3 separate regions of the Sus scrofa genome follow, and regions 1 and 3 are each linked to region 2. The links are chromatin contacts, called in public HiChIP or PLAC-seq maps. All regions are on one chromosome and are shown on one strand. The core of a region is the stretch at or near the end of the contact, and the rest is flanking DNA. Distances in the headings are between cores, read along the strand shown.

Evidence for each region. HiChIP or PLAC-seq counts read pairs in DNA pulled down with a chosen protein or histone mark.
Region 1: a contact with region 2 is called in an H3K27ac HiChIP or PLAC-seq map of alveolar macrophages. The contact joins the promoter of CHD4 here to the promoter of C1RL in region 2. A contact is called at or near these places in 1 of 47 Hi-C or Micro-C datasets (mesenteric adipose tissue) and 1 of 2 datasets of contacts at active chromatin or transcription factors (alveolar macrophages).
Region 3: an H3K27ac HiChIP or PLAC-seq map of alveolar macrophages shows a contact between it and region 2. The contact joins the promoter of PTMS here to the promoter of C1RL in region 2. A contact is called at or near these places in 2 of 47 Hi-C or Micro-C datasets (heart right ventricle and liver) and 2 of 2 datasets of contacts at active chromatin or transcription factors (alveolar macrophages and skeletal muscle).

The regions. Positions count from the first base shown.
Region 1 is chr5:64,069,199-64,073,297 of Sscrofa11.1, reverse strand. It overlaps CHD4 (chromodomain-helicase-DNA-binding protein 4), which reads right to left and starts at 1,671. Exons shown (of 40, transcript XM_021092425.1): 1 at 1,434-1,671; 2 at 407-584. The coding sequence starts at 506.
Region 2 is chr5:63,621,923-63,625,933 of Sscrofa11.1, reverse strand. It overlaps C1RL (complement C1r subcomponent-like protein), which reads right to left and starts at 2,536. Exons shown (of 7, transcript XM_021092409.1): 1 at 2,123-2,536.
Region 3 is chr5:63,940,657-63,944,623 of Sscrofa11.1, reverse strand. PTMS (parathymosin) reads left to right here and starts at 2,512. Exons shown (of 5, transcript XM_013987418.2): 1 at 2,512-3,349. The coding sequence starts at 3,305. LOC110260751 (a long non-coding RNA gene) reads right to left here and starts at 2,530. Exons shown (of 2, transcript XR_002344121.1): 1 at 542-2,530; 2 at 1-439.

The sequences.
Region 1 (4,099 bases), core at 422-2,921, 450 kb before region 2:
AGCAGCAATCACAGGATCCTACCGGCAGAGATGCCCGGCTGGTCTCCTCCAAAAGCGATCCTCAACCCAGCCCCTTCCCCACTGCACAGCCTCCAGGGGTCCCAGCCACCTGCATTCCTCCAAGGACCCACAAAGCCTGCCAGCCCAGAGAGCTCCCTCAACCGGGAACTGCAGAGCAATTCCCGAAGGCAGTGCAGCAAGCTTGCATCTCGGTCCGCGCAGCCCGGGAGGCACATGGCTTCCAACCCCCTCGCACAAGAGCTCCGCAGAAGAGAACCACTCCCTTCGGATGCCCTCCACCTCTCACTGCACAGAGCAAGCCCAGAAACTCAACCCTGCCTCACGGAGCCACTAGGGAGGGCCCAGATGGCTCCTTCCTGCCCGGGGCCCTTGGGGAAGATGTTACCTGGGTGGGGTGGGGGCAGGCTGTTGTTCAAAAGTGCATCCATATCCTCCTCCTCACTGCCCGCTGAGCAGGGGGACGGGGAGCCCAGGCCCGACGCCATCCCCTTCCGCTCCCGGCCAGGGAATTGGCCCAGCTGCTCCTGCCTGCGGCCTGGGGCCCTCGACACTGGCCCGAGTCACTGTGCGGGGGAGGGGGGAGAGAAAGAGAACAGTCAGTGACGCGCACGGCCCCCTCCCCCACCCCGCCGCGCTTTCCGCCCACCCCCGGCCCCCCCACCCCTCAGCCACCCGAGCAGGGCACCCGAACCACTCAGGCTGAACTTAGTTCCACACTCCCAGGGGCAGCCCGGAAGCCGGCTCCCGGGCTGGAGCCCCCCAGACCGGAGGAAGCGGCGCCCCCGAGGGCAAGCCGGTGCCGGCGTAGGGAGGGGAGAAGCCGCTGAACTGAGCCGGGCGTGTCGGGGGAGGGGGTCCGAGTGGCCGCGGCGCGGGGGGGGTGGGGGGAGGATCGGGGGAGGCGGCCGGCGGCGAGGCGCTTGGGGACACAAGGTCACTTGGGGGTGGGGGGGCGACTCCCTGCGCCTGGGGAGGGGCCAGTCCCCAGACAGGGCAGCTCTCCAAAGGCTGTCCTCTGGGACAACTCGGGTTCTCCGGAGAAGCCGCGGGGACGAGGGGGCGTGGAGGCTCGGCGCTCCGGGGGGCTGGAGGCAGGGGCGTGGGGGGCCGGGGCTCCCACCAGGCGGGGGGCCGGGCCACGTGTCCCGGGGGGCAAGTGAGCAAAGGGCGAGGGGGGCGCCGGGCATTGTGGGAGGCAAAGCCCGAGGTGGGAGTCGCGGAGAGCTAGAGTCGGGCAGGGCGAGGGCGGGGGCTGGGCGCCCTGCAGGGGAAGGAGAGGCAGGGTCGGCTTCCCGGGCAGGGGGCGGTCTGCGGGTCCGGGGACGCCCGAAGAGAGGCTGGGTGGAGGGATGACCCTCGGGGCCGGTCGGGATGAGAGGGGCTTCTGTCTGGGAACCCCGCGCTCTCCTCACCCCGGAGCCGCCGCAGGTCGCGCAGGGTCCGGCCGGGTGTCACTCCCGCTCCGGCTCCTCCTCGCCGCGGCCGAAGGGGGGAAAATGGCTCCGGCTCCAGCGTCGCCTCTTAAAGGGCCCGAAACACCGGCCGGGAAATCCCACCGCACAGGCCCCGCCCCCCCACGGACAGCCCATAATAACCTCAACCAACTCCAACCCCCCCTCCACTACCGCCACCCTCCTCCCTAGGTCTCCCGGGCAACCCCCGCCCCCTCGTCGCTCAGCAACCACTGGCCACGCCCCCTTCGAGCGCGCGCGCGCGTGTCACCCGGGCAACCACCCACCTCCTGGCCATCCCATAATACACACGGACACCACCACCACCACCACCACCGTACCACCACCACCACCACAACCATCACCCCCCCACGCGCACGCACTCCATACACATATACATATATGCCAGGGATGTTGACATCTCATGATATTGCAGACCTTTTGCAACTAACACTTTACCCCTCCCCTAGACATCCCATAATAGCCATCCTTTGCCAACTTCTTCACTCTTGGCCCTAATGCTAACATCCCATAATAATTCGTCACCTCTCCCTCCCCATGGCCATCCCATAATAAGCACCCCTACCCGCTCTTCATGCTCACATCCCATAATACTCATCCCCATCCCCCACAGACATCCCATAATAACCACTCTTCATCCACCCCCAGTTTGATATCCCATAATAGTCAGAAACTCACCCCCCCCCAACAACGGACACTTCGGCCTCTTCCCACTTCCCACACACATCCCGTAGTAATCAGTCTCCCACTTTCTGTACTGACATCCCATAATAACCAACCCCCTGGGGAGCTGCCCTCAGCCCCTGTGGGCTAGAACCTCAAAACTCGACCCCAAGGCTTCAGACGTTCATTCCCACTCCACAGCCCATAATAACCACTCCTCCTCTATCAGAGATATCCATAATGATCAACAGCCCTACAGTCACCTCACAGATGGACATCCAAACTCCTTTCCTCTAGCACTGGAAAGATATCCCATAATTTTACTCCCCCACCCACACCCTGACATCCCATAATAATGACAAAGAACCTGTGGTCAAGCAAACATACAATAATACTCCCAACACAACCCAGAGTCAGGTCCCATAATGCTCATCTCTACCACCCCTATACCTTTCCAGTCAGGCATCCCATAATATTTATACTCATCCCTCCCCCATCTCCAGAGGCTGTCAGTCTAAAACCCTAACTCCCACACCAGCAAGGGTGAAGCAGGCTATCCACATTGCCCTGTCCCCGCCCCAACTTGTACACACCTTCAGCCCTTAATGGCCCAAAGCAGTATCCTGGCACAAAGTCTCTTGATGTCTAGGACAGACTCTAGCTTTCCTCATCCATCATTTTCAGACATGCAGGAACTGGACTGAGCCCCACCCAATCCCACCAAAATCCAGATGTTCTCCAGACACTTAGCAACACTTACCTCCAGTTAAATTTTGAGTAAGACCCACCAAATACCAAGCTGGTCAGATGAGCCATTCACATAAAGTTCAGTTCACCTCAGAGCATCCCATAATAATTACAAATGCCCACCTAAAGACTATTTCTCAACATTCCAGCAGTCCCCTTCCCACACCACCTCCTCAGGTCAAGTGGTCCATTCTCATCCTAGGCCACGCCTATGGATGGACATCCCACTACAGTGTGAACAGAGGATCATGCTATATACACCTGAAGAGCTAAGACCTCCTGTTTCCCTAAACACTGCTACTCATGTTCACTCAACAGATGTTGACAGAGTACCTAGCAAAGCACAGAGCCAGGCACCATGGAGAGTGCAGGACCACAGGTGCCCCTTCCCTTCAAGGAGCATAAACAACCAACTACAAGAGGAGACAGAATGACTGCTGTCAATGGAAAACTGAGTTCCACTTCCCAATTTCCTGTTACAGAGAATAAAACAAATCCCAACTGGTCTCAGGAGAAATCAGATCCCAGTAGAGGTTCCTGGTGGTCCTCCTAGAGGCTGGGAAATTATTTCAAAAGGATTTACCATATAGATGGACAGTCAAAATAATCTCCTATCTGGAGTTCCAACTGTGGCACAGTGGGCTAAGAATCCAACTGCAGAGGTGCAGGTTGCTGTGGAGGCCTGGGTTCCATTCCCTACCCAATTCAGTGGGTTAAAGGAGCCCGAGTAGGTTGATGCTGCAGCTCATATTCAATCCCTGGCCCAGGAACTTCCACATACTCTGAGCATGACCATTAAAAAAAAAGAGAGAAATAATCTATCTGTTCACTACATACTACCGGATTTTGTTTCGAAGCAATATTCATCCATCCAGTGTTTCTAATACTGAAACGCTATGTATCATCATGTGCTTCCTTCCTGAGAGGCTCATCAACATGCCAGTATTATCCTCATGCTTGAACACCAAATTCTGCTTACCCTCAATGCCCCATGTTTCTCATTTACACCCTTTCTCATTTTATATCCTGAAGTCTCATAGGACTTCCAACTGCCCTCATCCTCATCTTGTTGAAGCCCCATTCTCCACCCAACCCCTGCATCATTATATAATATTAACCATCTTCCCTTCCTGTGTAAAAGTCAACATTCCAGAATGTCTTTGTCAGTTATTATGTCACAAGGTAGCCTTCCAACT
Region 2 (4,011 bases), core at 1,287-3,786:
CTTGTCTTCTAAGTAACAGGGCACCATGGAGATGAAGTCCTCACACATGGTGGTCAGAGCATTCGTCTCTCCGCCGATCACCTCCAGTGGAGCGGTGGAGGAGGGCTATAGGTCACCAATTCCAAATCCCCTCCAGTTTGTTTGTTTGTTTTTATGGCCCCACCTGCAGCATATGGAAGTTCTCAGGCTAGGGGTCAAATTGGAGCTGCAGCTGCCGGCCTGCACCACAGCCACAGCAACGCCAGATCTGAGCTGCATCTTGCAACCTATGCAGTAGCTGGCAGCAACGCAGGATCCTTAACCCACTGAGCAAGCGAGGCCAGGGATCAAACCTGTATCCTCACAGAGACAACATCAGGTCCTTAACCCTCTGAGCCACAACGGGAACTCCCTCTCCAGTTTATTGAACTCAGGGATCTACTGCTTCCATTTCTTTCTTTTTCCAATCCTTCCCTCAGGCTGATTCCTTGTCTCCCCTCGGAGGTCACAGGGCAATGATTTCTCCTGTTAATTCAAATACTTGCAGGCTCTTAAGCTTTGAAAACTCGTTGGAAAAAAAATATCGAACAGAGCAATGGGATTTTACCTTTATGTTTGGAAGAGGGAGAAGAGAGTCCCAAAGGTATACTTCTGTATCGTCTCCCAAGTACCTATGCTTTTTGGAAATTGAAGAAGTTAATTTAAATATTGTTTTTAGGAGTTCCTGTCGTGGCTCAGTGGCTAATGAATCCGACTAGGAACCATGAGGTTGTGGGTTCGATCCCTGGCCTTGCTTAGTGGGTTAAGGATCCGGTGTTGCCGTGAGCTGTGGTGTAGGTCGCAGACATGGCTCGGATCTGGCGTTGCTGTGGCTGTGGTGTAGGCCAGCGGCCACAGCTCCGATTGGACCCCTAGCCTGGAAACCTCCATATGCCAAGAAAATGGCAAAAAGGTAATATATATATATATATATATATATATATATACACATATATAGTTTTCAAAGTAATAAATTTATCAATGGCCAACCAGAGTTGCAGCCTTTTACGGTTGATGGATGACATTGCGCTGATCAAATAGCAATCATCTCTGAGGTCTGACGGTCTTAAGATTCCTTTGTGCAAGTTACACTTCCAAAGATGATAGAAGTATAACATAGAACAGGATTATCTATTTTCACACCCATGAGATTGAATGTTCTTGAGTCACCCCTTTATCAGAATTGACTCTGTGAAGCAGAATCATGGCTGATTTTCTGCAGCTCCAGGATAAGAAGGATTACCCTGTCATCTTCTGGAGATTTATTTCAAGAGCATTTGTGGGGCTTGCTTTTTCAAACCAAGCACCGGCCTTTTATTACCGAGTATTTAGAGGGGGAAGAAAAAGGCTGGTCTAAGAAGCTTAACATGTACAAAAGAAATGAGACAGTTAAATGGATACAAAACATATTATGTTTTTCATCTTCAGTCGGGAGACACTTTCCTTCACTGCAGGGCGAGTGCACAGGCTTGGCCCCAGCAAGGCAACGGGACTGTGGCTGGGGAAGTCTCCTCAAGCAGGAGGAACAGAAAGTTCCTGGAAGTATAGTGGTTGTCAGCATGGATTTAAAAAGCAAATCTCCATTTGCTGTCTGGCTCAGGGGTAGCTGAAATACTGGAGATAGGTTTTACCCCAACTGAGGCTTGGTACATCTGAGACCTGGAAGCCCTCTCACCCACAGACACCCAGACTTAACTTGAAGGATGAGCTGTGGGGGTCATGCCAGCTGCCAATTTTTTTTTTTTTTTTTTTTTTTTAGCTTTTCTGTTTCAAAGACTCGATTTCCATTTCTTTCTCTTTTCTTTCTTTTTGGCTGCACCTGTTCCCAGGTCAGGGATTGAACCCACGCCATGGCGGCAATCCGAGCCACTGCAGCAACAATGCTGGATCCTTACCCCGCAGCCCCACTAGGAAACCCCTCTGTTTCCATTTCCTTATGGTCCCCGTCTTCCCCCAGCCTGTGGTTGTCTCTGTCACGGCCCTTCCTTTCCAGGCCTGGTGTTCTGGGGACAAGAGCGATGGCCATGACCAAGCGACAGGACCCGAACTCATGGAAATGAGGTGGTGGAGAAAGACTCTGTGAAGGAGAGTGGAATTCACCTACGTGGACCCCTCCGCAATTCCTGGTCCGGGCGGCTCCACCTTGCCTAGAGTTGGAAATCTGGAGATGCAGGGTCCGGGGTCCTGTCTTCTCCCTGGGTGTCAGAGCAGGTAAGCTGACTGTGGGCGGCTTGGCCCCCGGGAGGGAAGTCTGATGGCCCTTCCAAGGCCGGGTTGGGCCACTGGGTGCAAATTGCAGCAGCAGGAGGCGGCAGATGGAGCCCCAGAGGCAGAAGTGTTCTACTGCCACCTGCTGGTAAAAGTCAGGAACTGCCAGTGAACCAAAGGAGCTATGGCACGGCTTGGGGGATCAGCCCCTGGAGGAGGCGTGATGAACCAGCCACTGGATCATAATAAGGCTCAGGGGTCCTGTGTTGTGTTCTTTGCCTCTGTGACTATAGCCTCTCCATCATACACCCATCCAACCACTATCAGCCCTAACAGTACTGGTGACTAATTAATTTATTTTTACCCACCCTAATTTACTTTATTTGAAGAAATTGCTAGAGGCAATCACTGTGCCATCACTGTGCCATCTCCATGGGTGTCTAATGAGATTGTTAGGGACTCCCCCACCAGGGCGTACCTTCTCCCTGTCTTGCTAGCTTTGGTGAACTAATTTACCCAGTCTTCCAGAATACTTTTTTTTTTTTTTTTTTTTTTTTTTTTTTTTTTTTTTGTCTTTTTAGCTATTTCTTGGGCCGCTCCCGTGGCATATGGATGTTCCCAGGCTAGGGGGTCGAATCTGAGCTGTAGCCACCGGCCTACGCCAGAGCCACAGCAACGCGGGATCCGAGCCGCATCTGCAACCTACACCACAGCTCACGGCAACGCCGGATCCTTAACCCACTGAGCAAGGGCAGGGACCGAACCCGCAGCCTCATGGTTCCTAGTCGGATTCGTTAACCACTGCGCCACGACGGGAACTCCCCAGAATACTCTTTATCTTTTTTTTTTTTTTTGTCTTTTTAGGGCCAAACCCTTGGCATATGGAAGTTCCCAGTCTAGGGGTCCAATTGGAGCTGGCGCCACCGGCCTACGCTAGAGCCACAGCGACGCCAGATCTGAGCCACCTCTGTGACCTACACCACTCTCATGGCAATGCCGGATCCTTAACACACTGAGCAAGGCCAGGGATTGAACCTGAGTCCTCGTGGATGCTAGTCAGATTCGTTTCCACTGAGCCATGATGGGAACTCTGGGCTTTCAGTTTTAAAACTGGGAAAGTTTGGGTGAACCAGGACAGTTGGTCACTCTAAATGAACAGGGGTTGGTTACAGGGCTGAGTGGAGGCTGGGTAGGAGAGAGGGCAGGGAGCCAAGAGGGTGAAGAGGCAGTGACCACACCTGTAGCTGCAATCTGGAGCAGTCCAGGGCCAGGATGGGGTCCCCAAGGTGAATCTAACACCTTGACTGGAAGGGCCTGTCATGGTCCCACCGGGATAGTGCACCTGCCGTGAGTGTTGGGGTCGGGGCAGAGAGACTGCACGACTCGCAGGCCCTGTATGAAGCTGGTCATTGCAACCCCACTCGGGGCTGGGACAGCCATGCTCCCTCTCCCAGTTTCAGCACCACCTCCCTGTACTGGGGCCTCGTCTCCCACTGGCAGGGCGTAGGTAGCCTGGGCAGGAGAAGCAGAAGAGTTTCCCCAGAGGATTACAGATGGCACAGGGGCTCCTGGGCTGGGAGTGGGGAGTAGGGAGAATGAGGGGTTGAGGAACTGGGCTCTGGAGCCTTGGGGAGGGGGCAAGTTTGAGGGGCAGCTAACACACTTTTCATTCTTACTTCTTATCTTTTTATAGCCACACCTACGACATATGGAAGTTCCCAGGCAAGGGGGTGAATCAGAGCTGTCACTGCCCGGCTACACCACAGCCACAGCAACACCAGGTCC
Region 3 (3,967 bases), core at 1,263-3,762, 320 kb before region 2:
AAGATTAAACAATTAAAAAATTTTTGAAAAGCAAAGGAAAAATCAGACTAGCAAACGAGGCCATTGGGAGTAGAACGGGATGAAGTGAGGAGCGGGGAGGTCCAGCTTTGAGGTTTCCGTCCTCCCATCCTTGAAAGACACTAACTAGACACTCACTTAACCTATCAGATAAACAGGCAAACTAAAAAAACCCCAGGAAACTGGAGGGGGGAAGAATTCAGTTAAGAATGAGATGGAAGTAGAACTGCTAGGATGTCAGAAGTAATAGTTTCCAGGGGGCTCAGTCCTCCCCTCTTCTCACTTGGCCTCCCTTTTCCCACCTCCAGAAAATGTGTAAGAAGCACAGGTTTCCCCATGTGACCAGTGGAAAATTCTCAGTTGAATCGTGGAGTAATAGAGCTCTAGGAACAGGCAAGCCTCCACAAGGCCTCAGAAATCTCTGGAAAGGAGCAAACACAGGCTGGCATCATTCAACACTCTTGGCCCCAGAGACCAATCCCAAGGGCTAGGGGTAGGTTTGGGTTTCCAGCATCCCACTCACTTCAAATTCATCCTAAGTGTCCTGTCTGGCTTTCTTCTCTTGAAGCCAAGACTTCAGGAGACTGGTCTGTGGTCCAACCAGACAGTGGAGGCTAAGGGGTGCTTCTCCCGTGCAGGAAGGGAATGAGATCCAGGCCTCCAGCTTCCTACATCTTTTTCCTTTGGTCCCTCTGGACCCTAGTGTCCACACTCTTAGATTCTCAAGGCTCTCCCTTGGGCCTTGGGGCAGGATTCCCATTCTCTGCCGCTCCATCTCCCTGGAATTTTCCACTGCAGCTGCCTCCGCTCCCAGACACCCCTCCCTGGGCAAAATTCCCGGCTCCCTCCGCCTCCCCTTCCCTAATCACACCTCATTCCCACCCCCGGCCCTGAGGCCCTGCCCACAGTCCAGCCCACATCCCACACTAACCCCGGTGGTCCCAGTTAGAGAAATGGGAGGCCAGACCCTTATAGAAGGGTGAGACGGAGGGTCCCAGGCTCTCTCCAGGGCGGGGAGAAAGGACAGTAGAGGGGCTGGTCCCCTGTGGGGCTGGAGTGGGGGGAGTGGCCCTCCTCAAATCCCCATATAAGGCAGGGCAAGCAGTTAGGCTCCTGGATTGGCTGATTCAAATGAGCATTCCACCTGGCAACAGGGTTTCTATTGGCTCTCAGGAAAAATAGGAGGAAGGTGGATGGAGGTTGTTGGTGGCGGTGATTGGAGGGGGGGAGGGGAGTGGAGGTGACCGGAGTGGGGGGCGGTTACCAGGGCAACAGGGTAAGAGCCCAGCAGGGTGTCCTGAGACAGCAGGCGGGGCTGGGAGGTGGAGAAGGGGGGGGCACTGAGGAAAGGAGGGTGGGAGGGAGAGGAAAGAGACTGACAGGGAGGGAGCCAGACGGGGAGACTGGGGGGGGGGGAAGGTTAAAGGAGGAGGGAGAGGGACATAAATGAAGCAAAAGAGTACAGAGATGGAGAGGGTCAGAGATCACTAAAAACATCAGGGAGTACGTCCGAGAGACAGAGAGATGGAAAGGTCTCCGAGAAAGATGGACATAGTTGGCCAAGGAAAAGCCTGGGTGGGGCGCCAAGATTTTTGAGGAGATGGAGACTGAGAAACTGAGAGAGGAGTCAGAGGAGAAATTGGGAAGTGTGTACACCAAGGGACCAAAAGACAGTAGGGGCACCCCGAGACGAAATGGTGATGATCCATCAGTTATGTCTTTTTTATTAAGATGAAAATGATACAAAGATGAAGACTGATGATAAACAAATATAGGAGCGCACACGCACCAAAGATATCTTTTTCCAAACCCTAGCCTTCCGCCCCATCCACCTTCCAGACCTGTGTCACACACCCTAGCTCCGGTTCCCTCCTGAAACAGCAAGCTTCTCAAAATGACCCAAAGATACTGAGACTGTGGGTGAGGAGCCGAGGGTGTGTGGGTTAGAGTGGCCTGGAACCCCCAGCAAAGGAGACAGATACACTCCAGAAAGGCTGGGAAGAAGGCAGCAGAGGAAGGAGAAACATCAAGAAAGGGAAAATGTGGGAAATAAGGAGAGGAGTGAAGAAGGGTTGAGGAAAATCAGCTAAGGATATAGGGCCAGGTGACAGACTCAGGTGAGCCAGGAACTATGTTGTCTGGAAAGAGAGGGAAGACATCAGAGGTGGCATGCAGAGAGGGCAAGTGAGAAGTGGAGAAGAGGTGACAAGAAGAGAGATGGGAGATAGAAATGGATAAAGAGGAATGAAGAGAAATAGAAGGACCAGGCAAAGAAAAGTGAGGTGAGCCGGGCAAATAAGAAAGGTCGAAGGTGGAAAGGAGGCTGGAGAGCCTCGGCCCCTCCTCAGATCACAAGCAAGAGCCGCGAAGGGAGGAACCCAGCAGGGGACACAAATGTCAGCCTCGGGCAGGACGGAGGGTGGGCTGCCCTTTCTGCTCTCTAATCCCTCTCAAGGCCACCCAGCGAACCGAGAGGCAGGAGAGGGGAAATCCAGGGAGAAGTGGAAGTGGCTCCCGCCCTCTTCCTCCTCTTTAGGCTTTTGGTTTCTCAAATACCTGCCCGGCCTTTCCATCCGCTTCCCCCCACCCCATCCCTCGGCAAAATCTCAGGGCTTTTGGGGGTCGGGCTCCACGTTCGCAGGCAGTAGGTCGGGATTAGGAGAGGTCCCTCCCCGCAGGAACCCCACCCCTCCCCACCTCCTCGCCCCACTCCTTTCTCCGCGACCGTCAGTCTCTCCATTTCCCCCTCCTGGTCTAGTCCTCCCTCCCGCCTCTCGCGCACTCCCTCCCCTTGCTCTCATCCTCCTATCCCCACCTCTCCAACCTCCGCTTTCATCCCCCTCCCCTCTCCTCTCCTCCCCGCTCCCGCCTGCCCCACCCCTGGGAAGCCCCTCCCGTCGGGCAGCGCCGCTTTATAAGCGGGTTCCCTGCCCGGGGGCGGCAGCGGCTGGTCGGCGGCAGCTCTGCGGGTGCGGGGGCGGCGAGCCGAGGACCTAGCGATCGCGGCCGGAGCGCGCCGGCCACCGCCCGCACCGCCCTTCCGCCCGCCCTCTGGACGGCCGCAGCCCTGCGGGTCTCCGCTCCAGACCCACCCCCGCCCCACCCCGCGCGCCTCTGCCGCCTCTTCCAGAGCCCCAGCTTGCCCAGCGGCCGCCGCTGCCGCTGTCTCCGCCGCCGCCGCCACCGCGCCAGGTTCCGGCCGCGGCCACCTTCCGCCGTCCAGGGCCTCTCCATCTCGGCCCCGGGACCCCGGCTCCCCGCCAGCCCCGGCCCCGGCCCCGGCACCATGTCGGAGAAGAGCGTGGAGGCAGCGGCCGAGTTGAGCGCCAAGGTACGGGCGGGGCCGGCGTTAGCCTGGCCCCCGCGCGCCCCCGGGGCTCCGCGCGGTCGTGCGCCCCGGGCCGCCCCAGACGGCCCCACACTACTGCCCCGGCTCGGGGTCCCGGCGGACCCCGCTGCGCCCTCCCCCCCGCGCCCCAGCCCGGCGCTGCCTACCCCGCGCCGCGCGCCTAGCGCCAGCGCCCTCTAGCTTCCCGAGCGCCGCGCACCCGGCTCCCGGCCTGGCCGCTCCGGCCGGGTGCCGTCCCCACCCCTCTCCGGCCCTAGCTCGCTCGCCGCCACCCCAGCCGGTGTCCGTCGGAGCTCTGCGCGTCTCATCTGCCATGCCCCCTCCCCCGCGCCCCTCTCCGGCGCCCGGTCCCCGTCTCCCTTTCCAGTCTGACCTCACCTTTCCTCTGCTAAGCGGTTTGAGAGCCTGCGTCCAGTGTAAACAGGACTCTCCCGGGAGGCTGCTCCTCGCGGGCCCCTCCCCTCGAGGCCCGACCGGCTCTTGCTTATCTCCGAGAGCTACTGCCTCTGTTTTCTCCTTCCATCTACATCCGTTCCTTCCTCCTCTGGCCTTCAGCTTTCTTTTCTCTCCATAGCCCTCCGCGTCTCCCTCCCACACTTA